3 separate regions of the Mus musculus genome follow, and all the other regions are linked to region 1. Evidence: chromatin contacts called from public Hi-C and promoter capture Hi-C data. All regions are on one chromosome and are shown on one strand. Each heading gives the region's core, a stretch centred on a gene start, on an enhancer-like site or on the middle of the called end of the contact. The rest is flanking DNA. Distances are from core to core; before and after follow the strand shown.

Region 1 (2,700 bases), core at 38-2,537:
GTGATGCCCAACAAGGCCACCTCTGCTACCTCTGCAGCTGGAGCTATGGGTCCTTCAAGACTCTGTCTTAAATAATAAAATAAGGAATCACATAGCTCCCCCGGTTTTTAATTTCTCATGTATAAAAAACAGTACAAATCATCATAACATGTCTCTTAATAAATGCATCTTGAATGGCTTAAGTTCACATGATCCCCATGTGCAGTTTAGTGTTCATTTCTATATTAATTGGCAGCATAATAGTTTCCTAGTTCAAATAAAATAAATAAAGGTTATTTTTATCATCTTATTTTCAGTCTCAAATACTGTGTGCTAAAATAACTTATGTACATATGTATATATACACATATATTATGCATATATGTGCTAACTATATCTATAGAATTTCATTTGATGTGGGAGATAATATGAGCAATGAAAATAAATCTATAGTCAAAAGCATGTTTTACACACACACACACACACACACACACACACACATATATATATATGTATATATATATATACACACACACACACATATTTGTTTGAATTGTGATTTTTGGAAAATAAAACCATCTAAATGCTTAGTATACTTTTATCTAAAGGGGAAACCCATATTTCATTTAAACAGATTTACATGTTAACATTTTAAAACATGACTTTTAGAACTTAACTTTTCTTAGTGTATATGAGGCTGAGGGATCTTCTCAGAAGGGGAGAAGGAATGATTCTAAGAGCCAGAGGTAATGGGTGACTCCAAGGAGAGTCGTTTCCCAGACACGACAGAACTTACACAGGCGCGCTTAAGAGAGCTGTGTCACAGGTCTCCTGAGAACTTCTATCATCAGATCCACTAGCTGCATCGCTAGAGGTGCCACGATAAATGTGAGCTCCGTTTCAACTATTGCTTCGTTCAGTCTGATAAGTTCAAGTCATTATTTGTATATTTTACTTACTCTATAAGAGAAATTATTTTGTAAACTCTGTGGTGCATTAGTTTCACACCAATGCTGTTTTTCCACATACTTACCTAACACATATCAGTTACCAAGACATGCAGAGATAAGTAAGGGCTCTAAAGAACGTGGCTTATTTCATAACTTTGAAACTTGGACCGCGCTTTAGGGGTGCCACCTACCGCAGCTCCTTTTCTTAGTGAAATCCTACCCGTTTGCGGTTTGGAAATGTGTGGGCGTGACTCCCTTGGCTGCTCCTGACCTCTGTGTGGGCGTGGTTCCCCTGGCTGCTTGCGACCTCTGCTCACACCTTGGTCTGCCTTGACCTCGCCCACACTGAAGTGACATAAATCCGATTTTTGACACGTTGTAAAGTTCGAGTCACAGTTGCTGAAGTCCTCAGTGTTCAAACACTTGTGAAACGCTGCATGTCTAGCAAAATTTTCTTTTTTTATGGGAATATAAATTTCTGTTGAGGTAAGCCCTGTTTATTTGGGGAAAAAGGAGAAAAAAAAAATGAGCCAGTGATTATACATTTACTGTGCGCGCTCTCCCTCTCCCCTCTCTCCCCTCTCTCCCCTCTCTCCCCTCTCTCCCCTCTCCTCACCTCTTTCTCCTCTCTCTGCTTGTCTGTAAAAGAGATTGCCTTTAGAAGACTTTAATTTTGAATGTTCTTATATGAAGTGGTAGATTGAACTTTCATTATAGTATTTGTACTATGACAAGAGCTTGCAATCCCAATGTAAGGCTAAATCCTTCATCTGCTCTTAATGCCTTTGTTTGTTACAGTAGCAAACTTCTCTCATAAGTGTGTCTCATTTACTGCCTTGCCAAATCTCAGACACCATTTTAAGGAAGGGCGTTTGTCAATTGATTGGCAGGCAGACTATGTAGCTTCTGCCTACCAAACGTGGACACGCACTTGTGCAGGTTCTGAAGCTGTAACCGAAGTGCTTAAATCCTTTTTTGAGGTTTTTCTATAGAGTGGCCATTTTCAACAAGTTGAAAATTTGGGAGGTCATGGGTTCGTTGTGGAAATTAGGTTTCTGCGGGCTACGTGGTTTAAAAGCACAGATGTCGCTGGAGGTGGCTCAGTTGAGCGTGTGTCTGCACGTCTCCATGGTGTTCTCAACCAAGACGCTATGCCACCGTTCTCACCCAACACTACCCTTTTAATGTCGATCTTCTTTTTATCTGTTCATGTTTCAGCATTGTCTGTATGTCTAAGATGCTCGAATACTGCCATGTGTGTTTTATTTTCAACATTTTAGAGTTTTGCTAATGGAACATTTGGCGCATTATAATGTCCTCCAAACAGGATAACCTCCCTTAAAATATAAATTTTAAATTATTTTAGGTGCTGATTTTCAACCTTAATTCTTCCATCAAGAATGAAACTATTTAAAAATTAAGATGCCAACAGGTAATTTCTTGTAAGTTCATACTTCTTGTCTATGTGTGAGTTTATTTAGTAAGAAAATGACCAATGTATATTAATATAAAGCTATATTGTTTCCCATGCAAAGCCTTCCAAAAACATTAGTTTAGCTTTAAAAGACCTATATAACATAAATCTATTTTATTTTTTATTTTTGTTTTATTGGGTTTTTTCTTCTTACAAAGTGACAGATTCTAGCTTTCTATCTGATATCAACTTCTCAAATTCTAAGTGAATGAAATCAGAATAAAATTAGCATAAGAGGTAGTAATTCAGGTTAGGTGAGTAATGTTAGAAGTTGGTTTATTAAGACATGGCTTTGTA
Region 2 (2,700 bases), core at 59-2,558, 130 kb after region 1:
GCACATGAGATCAATTTCACAATGAACAGTCAGCCTCATAATACACTTCGATAGGGGGGGGGGGGAGAGAGTTCACTTACAATCTGATAATTTTACCAACTGAATGTTTCTAAAGAGCATTTCCCTTAAACAGAAAAGTAACTTCCCACGTGTTTCTCCAGCCTTCCAATCCCACTTGATCTTCCCCGGTAATAAACTGCGAAGCATCTCCTTTCCCCTCCTGGTAACGTCCAGGCTTCCGCACAGGGCACAGGTGGGACAGCTTGCACACTCACCACACCACCTGCCGCGTGGAAGGTTCCATGAGCTTTTCCAAAACACGTAAGCGCAAAGCCAGGTCAGGGCTAAACGATGGTTCCACACCATCCCCCGGGGTTGCGTCCTAAACTTTTTCCTTAAATACGTAGGCTTTCAGTGTTCGTTTGTCCTCGGAGACCAAAACACAAACGAGAACTGGTTGAACAAGCAAGGACGTGGGTTTTGGAACCCGATGGGAAAACGAGTAGCTAAAACAGATACTTGAGAGCCTTTCCACCTGAGCGACTGACAGGAGCCCACGGACGAGCCGCGGTCCCCAGAGCAGGCCGGCTGCGGGCGGCCATGGCGACCTCGGGGCCCGACGGGGGCCGCGAGGGGCCAACAGAGCAAAGCCGGCCCGCGCCGTGCTGCGACGCGCCTCCACCTCCTCCCGACCAGGCAGCCCGAGCTCCCGGCCGGGCCCAGGGCCCAGCCGCCAACCGGCCGTGCCCGGGACACCGGGGGTCTCCCGGGCAGGCGCCCTTTGTCCCGGGACTGCGGCGCCCAGGTCCGCCCCCGCCCGGCCCCGAGGGGCTACGACCCGGCGCCTCACCGTGATGTTGCAGTGAAGTGTGAGCGGCGGCGGCGGCGAAAGCGAGCTGCCCGGCGGTGGTGGCGGCGGCGGCACCAGGAACTGGCAGTGCAGCTCGTCCAGCTTCCAGCTGACGATGCGGAATCGCTCGTGGTTCTTGTCGAAGATGGACGCCAGGAACTTCAGCTCGGCCTTGAGCCCTGACACGGACATCTTCCCCTCATCTCCAGCGGGAGGGGTGAGGAAAGGGAGCCGGGGCCGGGAGCCGCCGTCACGGCCGCGACCGCCCCGCGGGGCCGGCCCGGGCCGCGCTCTCGCGGCTCCGCCTCTCCCCGCCGCCGCGACCCGCGTCCGAGCGCGGCTGGAAAATGGCGAGGAGCGCGAGGCCTCGGCGGGCGGGCGTGCGAGCGAGGGAGCGAGCGAGCGTGCGGGAGCCGGGCCGGCTGCTGCCTTTGTAACCGACTCCACCCGCAGGAGGCGGTGGCCCCGCGGCTTAAAAGGGCAACAGCGACGCCGCCCCCACCGCCGCCTGGGAGAGGGCTGCCCCCGCCCCGGCGCGCGCCCGCGAGCTCCGCGCGCGCTCCCGACCGCCCCCTCCTCTCATGACCCAGCCCCTTTCCGCCCCACACCGGGGCTCCGCGCCCAGCACCCGCCGCTCGCCCCGAGGATTTGGGCCGGCGGCACCGCACGAGGATGAACCTGAGCTCCCCTGCGCGCCTCTGCGCTGCACCGGGGCCTCTGGCCAGACACGTGCGCGGCCTATCGCGCCGGCCACGTCGGCTCGGGTAGGAAACGCGCGGGCCCCTGGAGGTTGCTCCTCCGCGTGGTTGTCCACCGGCCACCCACTCACCTGGCCTGGGCGCGGCCGGGATGGGGAGATGAGAGGTGTGCGCCTAGCACCTTCACGTATGTTGCTCTCGCTCCGCGCTGAACCACCCACCACTTTTCTAAGTGTGACTCCCGAAAGGTCCTTCTCTCCAGACTTGTACTCCCTCCTTCGCTCCCATTTGCCGAAGACGATGATAGAGCCTGCCAGCTTCTTCCCATCATCATTTCAATCTTTCACGTAAACATTTATGTGCTCGCGCTAATGTGGATACTCTGCGTCCTGAGTTTCTGCTGGACTTCCCAGAATGGACCATGTTTGTTGAAGTCACATCTCAAATGTGTCAGACTGATCCTTCCTGACCAACTAAGCTAAAGTAACCATGTAGATACCATGTATCCCTTTCCTAGGTTAACTTATTGCTTCTTTCTGTTGTCTCTGCTTAACACTGAAATCTCATTCAGAGAAGCACCCCTAGGATTGAGGGGAGGAAAAGCCTAATGACACCTGTGTCATTTAATAAATTCTTGCTCTTACCTGATTCCCCAGCACTTAACACAATTCTGGAATAACCTAGGTTCGTTCACAAATAACTAGAGGACTACATTTTTCCAGAGGCAAGACCAACTTTCTAGACATGTCACCTATGTAGTACCCAGGGTTCCTAGCTTAGTAAGGCTCCCGGGCCTGGTTTAGTGCCCTGCTGTCACCATCTTGAAATTCTTTTATTATTATTATTGGTTTGTTTTTGAGACAGGGTTTCACTATGTAGCCCTGGCTGTCCTAAAACGCACTCTCTGTAGACCAGTCTGGCCTCGAACTCACAGAGATCGGACTGTCTGCCTTCTGAATGCTGAGGTTAAAGGCCTGCACCACCGCCAGACTAGGAATGCATTCGTTTGTTTTTGGAAATAGGCTCACTATGTAGCAGTGGCTGTCCTTGAACTCACTATGTAGACCAGGATGGCCTTAAACTCACAGAGATCCAGCTGCCTCTGTCTCTTGAGTGCTAGGATTAAAGGCATATACTACTAGGCTTTGAAAT
Region 3 (2,700 bases), core at 183-2,682, 220 kb before region 1:
ATATTTTGGGAAACCTTTTAATTTAGTCTCTCAGCCTTCACTGAGTGTCACTTATTTGCCAGGCACAAAAGTAGATACTGAACTCATAGTGAAAGCAATCCCTGCCTGTTTGGTAGCTTGGAGAAGATACATGCTAAGCACATTAAGAGGATCAGTGTAGGAAGAATGAATAGGTATTTGGGGAGCATAAACTCCTTTGGGGACTGGAGAAAGTCTAAAAGGGTATTGCAAAGTCTTAGGAAACTGAAGTTTACTAAGCTTCTTACTACACAGTAATGAAAATGATGGTTTTCTCTAACTTTTCATATTTTTATGCTTGTGGTACCAGGGATGCTAGACAAGTATTCTACCATTGATCTTTATACACAGCTTCTTTTTACTTTTTATTTTGATTCAGATTGGTAACTTTGTAGCCAAGGCTGGCCTTGAACTTGTGTTCTTCCTATTTTAGAATTATTAGGAGCTGAGATTCCAGGTCTGTACCACCAAGCTAAGTTTTTTCTTAGATTAAAACTATAGGTCATTGAGATGGCTTAGTGGGCAGAGGTGCTTGCTATCAAGCCTGCCAGTTGTAATTTGACAGGTCCGTAGAATCTACATGGTGAAGAGAACTAACCCCCTTAGATTATACTCTGACCTCCACATGCTCATTATGGTATGCGTGTATATGTATGTACACACAAGATACTTTTTTTTTTTAATGTGATGGAGAGATGCCTCAGTGGTTAAGAGTGCTGGAGTCCCAGCACCCACATGGTGGCTCACAACCATCCATAACTCCAGTTTTGGGGATCTGATAGATTCCTTTGAGCTCTATAGGTTTCAGGGAGGTGTGTATAGATAGACACATGCAAGCTAAACATTCATATAATATATATATCTAAAATTAAAATGTTCATTTTTTAACTTTTGACTGTTTGAAATCAATCACATTACCATTGTTTTGATTCTGTTCATGTCCTGTGTGTTAGCATGTTTTTATTTTTAAAATGATGTTTCTAAGGCTGAAGTAGGAACAAAATATCTGTCACATTAATTATTTAAAACTGTCTATATAAGGGGGAGGAGAAAGATGGTTGTGGCCACCAGCACCTGCTGCAGAGCTCCTTGGAATAGGAGAGGCCCATGGGGGTTCCTAGGAGCAAAAAAAGGAGTCTGTAAGACCAGCAGTATCACCAGAACAACTAAATAAAAAAGATGGAGGAGGCTTATGAGTAGATGCTTTTAAAGTGTGGACACACAAAACCACAAGGAAAGATGGCTGAACAGAACCAGAAGAATGATGAGTCTATACCCTGTATTGTTCTGTCTCAGCCAGCAGACTGTAAACACAAAAACAGGTCGTTGCTGAATGGGGCTGGCTCTAGGCCTACAGGCTGGCTTCCCTCATGGAGCCACTGTAGCTGTGGCCTGTGCTATTTGACCTGCTGAGAGATAAAAGGCACAGGGCAGCAGTGCTGCCCACAGGCTATAAACACAAAAGTTGAGCCTGGCAAAGCCTAGGATGGCAGACATTGAGGGCACAGAGGTGTGCAGCAGCCAGGACCTCACACAGAATCTGCCCCAGAAAGCCCTACTTGGCTGCAAAATCACCATGACTTTAGGCAACATCAGGATATCTGAGAGGAGTCACAGCAATGGACCAATATTTATGGTGCTTCAGAAACTAAAAACCATGAACCAGACCAACAACTCCTTGCAGTGAATATTTGTATGCAAAGCTGTCTGGGGAAAAAAAGGCTATGTGGCACACTGTAGTCTGTAGAGTCACTACAACAAATAGATATTTGATGGAGAGGTAGGAAAGATAGAGGAATGGAGTGCAGGAGTGAGAGTGCTAGAGTGGCAGAACTAGAGTCATGATAACAGCCATGTGAGAAGGTTGCCGTGGCTGGGTGGGAGATGACTAGGGCTGACAGGGTGGTGTGCAGCAACCTGGAGCTGGCATTCCAACTCAGCCCTGGAACTTGCTGCCCAGCTGCATGATTGGCTTGGCTCTGAGCAGTAACAGGATGTCCAAGATGAAGGATGGTTTATTTTCTGGATTGGACCTCCTTAAAAGGCCTCTGTGGAGGCCACTTTGGTATCCATTTTCTGCTGCCCTAAGCTGCTTTAAAGCTGGAAGTTCATGTAGATGTTTTTTTTGAGACTTTTTATTTTTCTGTGTAATAATCTCAGCTGTCCTGGAACTCATTCTGTAGGCCAGGCCGACCTCAAACTAATAGAGTCCCTCTGCTTCCTGAGTGCTGGGATTAAAGGTGTGTACTCTGATGCCAGGCAAGGGCAATATTGATGCCTATGCTGCCACCTGAAGTCACATTGATGTCCTTGGCCTGTGCTGCCTAGAAGGGCTGTGATTGGTGTCCAGGGCCTGAGCAGTGGCGTAGGACGGAGCTGACGTCCGTGCTTTACACTACCTCAGGAGACCATGCTGAGGTCAGTAGCATCTGCTGATGCTAAGGACCATGTGAATGTCTGTGGTCTGCACTGTAGCCAAAACCATGTGTAAGTCTATGATCCAGCCTCCTGCTGACTGAAGGGGCAAGGGAGGGCAATACTTTTGCCGTGGTATTGATGACTGCAGAATCACAGTTGAGAAAGAAGGCTTCTGTAACAACCGAAGCAAACAATCAAAGATGTGCAGCTCTCTCTTCACTCCTTTTGTAGAAGTGAACAGTTTTGTTGAGTGGAGTCTGTGAT

What was found. Hi-C and Micro-C count contacts between places; a contact is called where the count stands out from the background. Capture Hi-C pulls out chosen DNA fragments and counts their contacts.
Region 2: a contact with region 1 is called in a promoter capture Hi-C map of adipose tissue. The contact joins the promoter of Ube2q2 here to the promoter of Nrg4 in region 1. A contact is called at or near these places in 18 of 39 promoter capture datasets (the 3T3-L1 cell line, 3T3-L1-derived adipocytes, the C10 cell line and 13 more), 1 of 115 datasets of contacts at active chromatin or transcription factors (embryonic stem cells) and 2 of 9 other capture datasets (adipose tissue and liver).
Region 3: a contact with region 1 is called in a Hi-C map of liver, with 1.8 times the contacts expected there. The contact joins the enhancer-like site here to the promoter of Nrg4 in region 1. A contact is called at or near these places in 2 of 39 promoter capture datasets (both in liver), 1 of 484 Hi-C or Micro-C datasets (liver) and 1 of 9 other capture datasets (adipose tissue).

What each region holds. Positions count from the first base shown.
Region 1 is chr9:55,282,212-55,284,911 of GRCm38.p6, reverse strand. It overlaps Nrg4 (neuregulin 4), which reads left to right and starts at 1,287. Exons shown (of 8, transcript NM_032002.2): 1 at 1,287-1,415; 2 at 2,296-2,361. The coding sequence starts at 2,352.
Region 2 is chr9:55,147,977-55,150,676 of GRCm38.p6, reverse strand. It overlaps Ube2q2 (ubiquitin-conjugating enzyme E2Q family member 2), which reads right to left and starts at 1,308. Exons shown (of 13, transcript NM_180600.3): 1 at 851-1,308. The coding sequence starts at 1,042.
Region 3 is chr9:55,504,548-55,507,247 of GRCm38.p6, reverse strand. The region is part of intron 1 of Etfa (electron transferring flavoprotein, alpha polypeptide); the gene reads left to right. Among named protein-coding and RNA genes, the nearest start is that of Etfa, 6.3 kb to the left of the region's middle. Within about 2 kb of position 1,432, at least 7 of the 459 cell types and tissues checked have an H3K27ac peak or open chromatin away from gene starts, as enhancers often do. A contact at or near this core is called in liver, where this site is marked.